Regions from separate parts of the Lactuca sativa genome. Here region 2 is linked to region 1. A link is a contact called in public Hi-C data. All regions are on one chromosome and are shown on one strand. The core of a region is the stretch at or near the end of the contact, and the rest is flanking DNA. Distances in the headings are between cores, read along the strand shown. Region 1 holds the start of LOC111885483 (receptor-like protein EIX2). Region 2 holds the start of LOC111885471 (inactive TPR repeat-containing thioredoxin TTL3).

Region 1 (4,369 bases), core at 521-3,020:
TATATATATATATATATATATATATATATAGAGAGAGAGAGAGAGAGAGAGAGATGTATAGGCTGATTTTTATATTTAATAATATTAATAAATTTAAAAAGTAAAAAAAATTGGAAAATAAAAATATTAATAGTATAATAGTCTTTTTAGTTTGGAAAGACACCAAAACCACAAACAAACTTGCTAAAAAAGACTATGAATCATTTTTTTTATTGTTTGGATGCGTTTTTTGAAAAAAAAAATTCAAACCACATGGAATATTTTGCAGTTTTTCAATAAATTATAAGGACATAAAAACAATTTTAAACATATGGAACCTAAATCAACAAAAAAAAAATCTAAAATTGATCACAATTTTTTTGTTTTCGATAAAACAATATAATTTTGACAACACATGACCATTTTTGCAAATTTGTTTAAAATTCGTCGGTTTTATTAAGAGTAAATTACATGAATGGTCCCTATGGTTTGAGGTAATTTGTATGTTTGGTCCATAACTTATTATTATTATTATTATTTTAATTCGAAAGGTCTTTATTATTTATTTTTGTAACGCGTTTAGTCATTGTCTTACCTAAAAGGACTATCATGCCCTTATTAATTTCCTTTTTTTAATTAATTTTATTATTTATATTATTTTAATTTATTATTGTAAATAAGAAAAAAGGCATGTGGGTCTCACTCCTTTACTGCCTTTCTCAATACTCTTGGTCGATTTATCCTTCTTCATCATCATCACCGACCTCCCCTGTCCTCAACCCTCCGTCGTCTTCTCTATAGACTTGAAACTGCTCCCTCCTCTATCTTCAACGTCGAGTATCTCCTTCATCCATTCCTTACCACCTACCTCTTCATCACTGATAAACCCTGACTTCAAAATTACCCTTTTGTGGCCTAGATATCACTACAACATTATTACTCATGATGCCAACCATCCAATCGCCACTTGCCCCATCGTCTTCGATGTCTCTCTCTATCAGCCAGACATGACACATGACATACCTTCGTTTCCATATTTTATCTAACCGTATCACATGTCATCAATGTTGTATACCGCCGCTGGTCTCCATCACAAGCAATCGTCACCTGCCTCCATCGCCAAATGACCGTCGCTGACCTCCATTGTCAATCTAACCGCCTGTGGTCTCAGCTGAGTTCAGTTGCTTTATATAAATTTCTTTGTCTGATTCCAAGTATTGTTGCATTAATATGTGTCCATGAGTGTTTAATTTCAAGTTTTTGAGTCTGATGTCAAGTGTATCTACATAAATTGAATTTCAAGTTTCAATTCGTGCTTCATGTATGATTTGTTTTTCAATTTATATTTCAATTTTAATCTCAGATTTCATAACTGATTTATGCTTCAATATTTGATAAATTTGATTTTAGATGCAGACATGCAATGGTTTTAACTCTCATGATGGGTGGATAGTGGTGGTGAAGAATACGGTAGATAGCTTTCTAGGGAGGATGGGTAGTTACAGACATGAAATGGGAATGGGAAAAAATGGTGGGGTAGGTAAGGCGAGGTGGGGTTAGGGTTGTGATGTGTTTATTTAAATAAATTAAAAAATCAATGACAGTATAGTGTTTTTAGGTAAAATAGTGACCAAGCGCGTAACAAAAACAAACAGTAGAAACTTTTTGAGTTAATAAAATACGTTAAGGATCAAACACGCAAATTACCCCAAACCATAGCACCATTCGTGTAATTTACTCTTTTATTTACTAAAAATTCGGTTCGATTAGTGTAGATTGTTAGAGCGGGTTGGTTTGACGACGGACTAATAGCTTTCCCAAACTCTACCGTCTTCAAAGTCACTAGCAGCGAAGGTGGTGAGGACAGCGAAAAGGCTAAGCCTCCATTGCCACTCATCTCTCTCCTTAATTTCTCGGTTCACTCAGTAAGGTTTCTCATTTTTTTTTTTCTGTTTGACCTAATTTTAATTGATTTCACTAGCTTTTGTCTGTTTGTGTTTTACAAAATTCTGAATATGCTGTACACTTGCTCTCCTAATGGTAGATATAATATCAACCATTTCTGCTCTTTTTTGTCCTTCCCTAGTGAAGTTGCAATTCTTTTAAGCATTAAATGCTTGCCATTATTTTCTCTAAATGTGGTTTTCCTAATAATCTTGGAACTTTGTTTCATTGCCTCAGAGCCCTTCTGAAGTACATGCTAATGTTGCAGAAACTTCATGTACTATATAACACGAAATGCACAATCTCTTCATGTCTCTATGCTTTCTAGTTCAATCTTTGTATGTGTTTATGACTTCATGTGCTGGATGCATTGTCGATAGGGGGAGGGGAGGGGAGATTTTAGCTATTTTCCTGATTTACCCTTTTACTCCTAGAATAGAGCTGTAGCAGTTTTGGTTCATTTGCAATTTTGAATTACTATATCAAGATTTGTATCAGAATAATAACGAAGAGGGATATGTTTATTAGGGAGAAGTTACATGGAAATTTCCATACAAAAGATGATTTGTGCATCAAACATGTCACTATTGTAGTCCCAACTTGCAATCAGGGGGTTTACTTTGTTGACTTCAAAGTCTTTGTGTGAAGAAGATTTGTGGCCAAGTACATTTACGTTTTCCATGGGGCATAGTTTGTACCCAGAACTCCAAATTCAATAACAATAATTGTCTAATTCGCTATAATCCAAAAAATTTCATAACAATATTGCTATCAAATTAAAGAGAAAAATTATTGAAATTCTGATATAACTGGTTTAATTATTAAAATATTGCAGATTAAAAAATGTTGGTAATTTGTTCTAGGTTAAAAGAAATTATATTTATATGTATGTATGTATGTATTGTATGATGTATGATGTGTGATGTATGTATATGCGTGTGCGTGTGTTAGAAGTTCCATGTGTACTTGTTTGTGGATACAAATTAGGTTGCCAATTGACTTCCAATTCTGGTTCACATGACTTCAAAGTCCTCCATGACAATATGGTGCTCTTCATTATATGGATTTATAAATGAACTATTCTCGATCATAACAACCCATCAGTTCATCATAACAACCTATATTTCCACTTCATTTCTTCCAAAATTAAACTGAGTTGGGGTTGATAATGGGGAATCACAGGGATTTGGGGCTCCATCTTGTTTTCGTATGTGTTTTTTTGTTTGCAACTACAAATACTTGTTTCGGTGCTGGAAATGTAAATGTTGTTTGTTCTCAGAAAGAGAGACTCGCTCTTCTCAAGTTCAAAGGGAGTGTGAAAGATTTTTCTGGAATGTTGTCATCATGGGCTGGCAATGACTGTTGCATGTGGGAAGGAATCCAGTGTGACAGTCTCACTGGAACTGTTGAAAGCCTTCATCTCAATGACTTAATTGGTAATGAGGTGAACTCTTCTTTGGCAGAGCTAAGGAATCTCAAATACTTAGATTTGAGTTGGAATGATTTTGGTTGAAGCCGGATCCCTGAGTTCATTGGATCCTTCAAACAGCTGATGTACCTGAATCTCTCTTATGCTGGTTTTCAAGGTATTATTCCTCCTCACATTGGAAACCTTTCTAATTTAAAGGTTCTTGATCTCAGTTCAAACCATGAGCTCATGGCAGATGATATGGCATGGGTTTTTGGCCTTTCGTCACTCGAGCATCTCGACCTCAGTCGGATGAAACTTAGTGGAGCACAAAACTTGGACATAGTTCCTTACATGATACCTTCATTAAAAGAGTTAAGTTTGTCTGAATGTGGACTTTCCAATGCTGATTTTCTTAATTCGAGTAGAATAATTTCCAATATCAAATACCTAGATCTTAGCTTCAATTCTTTCAAAGGTCCACTGCCTGGCTTTCTTCAGAACATGACATCCCTAGCATTCCTCGATCTTTCATACTTTGATCTAAGTTTGAATTGGAACTTTGCAAAGTTGCTAAACATGATCCCTTCTTTATCTGAGCTGCATCTGTCATGTTGTGGGCTTGAGAACACGTTTCTTTCTTCCCCTTTTCTCAATTTCAGTACACTTTCAAACATCCAACACCTGGATCTTAGTGTCAATTCAATTGAAGGCATGTTTCCATCTATTTTAACAAATATGAGTTCCCTAAAAGTCCTTGACCTTTCAGGAAACATGCTGAGTTCTTCGGTTCCTATTATGCATAACCTTCTTGAACTTGATGTTTCTAGAAACCAGTTGAAGCAGATTCAACACCTTGGAATCTGGAAACAGTGTCACCTCAAACAACTGAGTGCCTCATACAATCATTTTGAGATAGAAATGATCGACTCACCAAAAAATGTATGCTATTGCTCCCAGTATGCTTTGGAGATGTTGGATATACATGGGAGTGTAAACGGTACAATTCCAAAATCACTTGGAAGATTGGCCAATTTA
Region 2 (4,369 bases), core at 937-3,436, 250 kb before region 1:
GGGCTTTGATCCCTAGTTGACTTTGGGCCTATGGATTGGGCCTTGGGCTTGGGTAAGCCAAGCTAGGGGTAATGTCGTAATTACCCAAAGTATGTATTTATAGTTATGTGTTAGAACCCAATTATTAATTGGGTGTTATTTTGGTGTTGATAGTTCGGGAATCTGTTATCCAGCAACTAAGGTTGAGTCGGCGGGATTTCAGCAGTATGAGATTGTGTCTACGGGACTTTAGTAGTGTGAGGTGAGTTTCCTTCTAGTAGGAACGGGTCTACGGCCACAATGTCGGCCCGTTTAGTTAGCAGTAGTTCCGGACCTCGATCCGATGCAGTAGTTAGATTGCTTGATGTCTTTGTGATTCAATCATGTTTTGTGTTATGTGTTCCGGACCCTGGTCCGATGCAGTATGAAATATATGTGTTCATGCTAGTTCATATGTTTATGCTATGTTATGTTCAGTTAGTTCCGGACTTCGGTCCGATGCAGGGGACAAGGTCCCAGTAAGTTCCAGACTTCGGTCCGATGTAGTTTCCGAACTTCGGTTCGATGCATAGGTCAAGGCCTTGGTTAGTTCCGGACTTCGGTCCAATGCAGTTTCCAGACTTCGGTCCGATGCAGAGGGCAAGGCCTTGGTTAGTTTCCGGACTTCGGTCCGATGCAGTTTCCGGATTACGGTCCAATGCAGTGGGCAAGGCCCAATATGTGCTTTATATGTTATTGTATGGTATGTGGTAGTTTGGGGGAGCTCACTAAGCTTTGTGCTTACAATTTTCAGTGTTTGGTTTCAGGTACTCAGTTTTCAAAAGAGGAGCTCGGGAAGATTGCAGTGCACACACCATTTGTTCAGCCTGGGATGTTTATACTATGGTATACTTGACAGTTGTTATAATATTTTGAGATACATTGCTTATGATTTTTATATGAGGTTTATCGACTATGGTTTTTATTATTTAATTAAACGAAATTTTCAGACTGTGTTTTTGGGATGTTTCAATGACCCTCCCTAAATCTGCCCGTATGAATGAATATAAATGTCAGTCAATTTCTCGGCCGACGAGCTTTCCCGAATAGCAATGAAATGGACACTCTTTGTCAGACGATCCACAATCACCCAAATAACATCAAGTCCCATTATCGTCTGTGGTAACTTGGTGATGAAATCTATGATGATCTGTTCTCATTTCTACATAGTGGGTTAATGTCACATCATTACTAACTTGTGTTGTGGCATGATGTACTAGTTGTTAGAGGTTTTTGGAAATAAAACATTTTAAACTACTAGTAGAAAGTTCAATGTGCTATAATATTATTTTCCCTTGAGTAAATTAGACGAATGGTCCCTATGGTTTGGGGTAATTTGCATGTTTGGTCCCTAACTTATTTTTTTAACTCGGAAGGTCCTTACTGTTTGTTTTGGTTGCGAGCTTGGTCCCTGTCTTACCTAAAAAGACTATTTTTCCCTTGATTTTTTAATTTATTTAAATAAGCACACCCCAACTCTACTTCCACCTCACCTTATCTTACCTTACCTACCCACCTTATTTAAATAAATTAAAAAATCAAGGGCAAAATAGTATTTTTATGTAAGACAGGGACCAAGCGCGCAACAAAAACAAACCGTGAAGACCTTTTTTTGAATTAAAAAAATAAGTTAGGGACCAAACATGCAAATTACTCCAAACGATAGGGACCATTCATGTAATTTACTCTTTTCCCTTTAACAAAACAAATAAATTACATGTAACCTACAATTATGCTGTATCATTTGTACAAACTCTTTGGGTTGATCCAACTTTCTCTTGGTTTTTGTTTTTTATCTCTATAAATTCTTTGTTTTGATAACTTACATGTAACCTTTGTCATCTGTAGAATTACATCTGTATCATTTGTACAAACTCTTTGGGTTGATCCAACTTTCTCTTGGTCTTTGTTTTTTATCTCTACCAATTCTTTGTTTTGATCCAGCGTCTTTTTCTTTCTTCATATATTGACGCCGTTAAAAAAATAGTCAATATAAGAAAGAATAAGGAATAATAAATCCCTAATAATTTTTATTTAATTAACTAATTTCTATGGCATGACATGAACCCTATATTGATTTTGGACGGCTGTGATGAGGTGTGGTGCAGTAGTCCAGCTGATTCCAGTGGTGGAGTGGATCATAATTTCACAAATACAATAAATAGATACAACCCATCTCTTCCTCTCGCTCTCCACCAGCTCATCATATTCATTCTTTGCTTCTTCCTTTTATATATCACGAGATCCCCATCTTCTTCTTCTTTTCTCTTTCTCTTTCTCTTTCTCTCTCTATTAATTCATGTACTGTTACCGACTTTTCTCCTTCTATGTCCTTCCGTTAAAGTTTCCATTTTTATAGCTTTTTCAGACATCCTACTTGCTATCCCCACAACCACCCAGCTTTTGCTCCAACGAATTTCTTCATTTTTAGCAATGGAGCATGTCGGGAAGCCGTTTGATGAAATGGGTCTTCAGTCACTTCCCAATGTACTTGAAAACTCATGTTCTCTTGAGCAGAACAAGCCTGATTTCAAAGAACTCGATCTGGGTTCTGCGACTTCAATCTCCGGAAGCGGTGGTGGTGTGCGTGGAGCTGAGAAAGACCCATTACGTAGAAGATCTAATAGATCTCATTCCGGTGAGCTAAATGCGAGTAGTATCCCCGCCAATACTACCCCGGAAAAGCTTCGATCTGGCTCCGGTGAGTTGAATCGGAGGGGTGGTCATCGGAGAGCGTATTCCACTGGAGCTCCGTTGATATATTCGGGTAGTGGAACCATCCACTTTACTGGAAGTCCTGCCACCACTACTAGCACTAGCAGCACCACCACTACCACCAACAGCGGTGGCAGCGGCGGTGGTGGCAATGTAAGTTCAGTAAATTCTCCCAATACAAACTTATACCCAACTGGCAACATCTGCCCATCAGGTAAAATCCTTAAATCCAATATGAATTCTCGTACACCGACAACCCGACCCGAGAAATTGGGGTTGGGTATGGGTACTGGCAATTACGGCCATGGAAGTATAATCAAAGGTGGGGGAAGATCGGTTGAATCAAATGGAGAAATCGGGATAATTTTAAAGAAGGCAATGATTAGTCATGATGTTGAAGAAGTGAAAAACGCTGGAAATGAGTTGTACAAAAGAGGCAATTTCACAGACGCTTTATCTTTATACGATCGTGCCATTACCATCTCGCCGGAAAATGCAGCTTGCCGGAGCAATAGGGCGGCAGCATTGACTATGTTGGGGAGGTTTGGGGAGGCGGTTAGAGAATGTGAGGAGGCTGTGCGGTTGAACCCTGGTTATCAAAGAGCTCATCAAAGATTAGCTTCTCTTTATCTCCGGTAACTTCACTAAACCATGATCCAATCGATCTTTTTAATTTCAAATAGATCTTAATTTCCACATAATATTAGTTAGATTTCATGAACGTTAATGCCCTTAAATTTTGCTTCGAGATTTGCACATAATCGACACAATTAGAATCTAATGATTATTTGTATAGAACTAGGTTACATTTATTTCGATAATCATTTTTCTAAAATTACTTCTTACATAATCATCCAAATCTGATTACTCCTTGTTGGCATTAGGCTCTTATGTCAGCTACCATGTTACATTGTACTTGATTCACATCATGTCATAGCCATCATAGCCATCATAGCCACCTAGCTAACTAATGTACCTGACTTACATCATGTCATGATGTTCTTGGCACAACAGTGTGGGTCAGCTTAGCTGTTGCCGGGAGAATAACCCTTTTGCAGTAGTCTGATTATTTTAACCCTAAATAATTTACAGGCTAGGCTACGTCGAACGCGCCTATCACCACCTTTCTCATAGTCAACAAAACGACATAACCGAGATACAAAAATTACAAACTTTGGAAAAACATATTAATAGATGCGCGGATGCCCGAAAGATCGGTGATTGGAAAGGAGCACTTCGGGAATGTGAAGCCGCCATGTTAACCGGAGCCGTGTCGTCTCCACACGTACTCATCCAAATCCTTTTCTTTTTATTTTCATTTTTACGATTTGACCTTGTGTTTTAACCGTGTAAATTTACAGATAATCGCATGCAAGGCGGAGGCGTTTTTGAAACTCCATCAACTTGAGGATGCCGATTCTACCCTTTCCGAGTTACCAAAATTAGACCCTTTCCCCTCTTCATGTGCTAAAGTCAAGTTTTCCGGAATGTTCTCGGAAGCATATGTGCTTTATATCCGAGCTCATGTTGACATGGCATTTGGAAGGTTAGCTTAATTTCTAGTTTAATTTTTCCTTTTAAACATCTTTTATCCACACAACATGTATAATTTTTTTTAACATTATGGAAATGGCAG

What was found. A called contact is a pair of places that touch in the nucleus more often than the background predicts.
Region 2: a Hi-C map of leaf shows a contact between it and region 1, with 5 times the contacts expected there. The contact joins the promoter of LOC111885471 here to the promoter of LOC111885483 in region 1. A contact is called at or near these places in 3 of 4 Hi-C or Micro-C datasets (leaf and seed).

Annotation. Positions count from the first base shown.
Region 1 is chr8:245,246,252-245,250,620 of Lsat_Salinas_v11, reverse strand. It overlaps LOC111885483 (receptor-like protein EIX2), which reads left to right and starts at 1,770. Exons shown (of 2, transcript XM_023881740.3): 1 at 1,770-1,904; 2 at 2,452-4,369. The coding sequence starts at 3,476.
Region 2 is chr8:245,498,119-245,502,487 of Lsat_Salinas_v11, reverse strand. LOC111885471 (inactive TPR repeat-containing thioredoxin TTL3) reads left to right here and starts at 2,186. Exons shown (of 6, transcript XM_023881725.3): 1 at 2,186-3,368; 2 at 3,826-4,018; 3 at 4,095-4,279. The coding sequence starts at 2,452.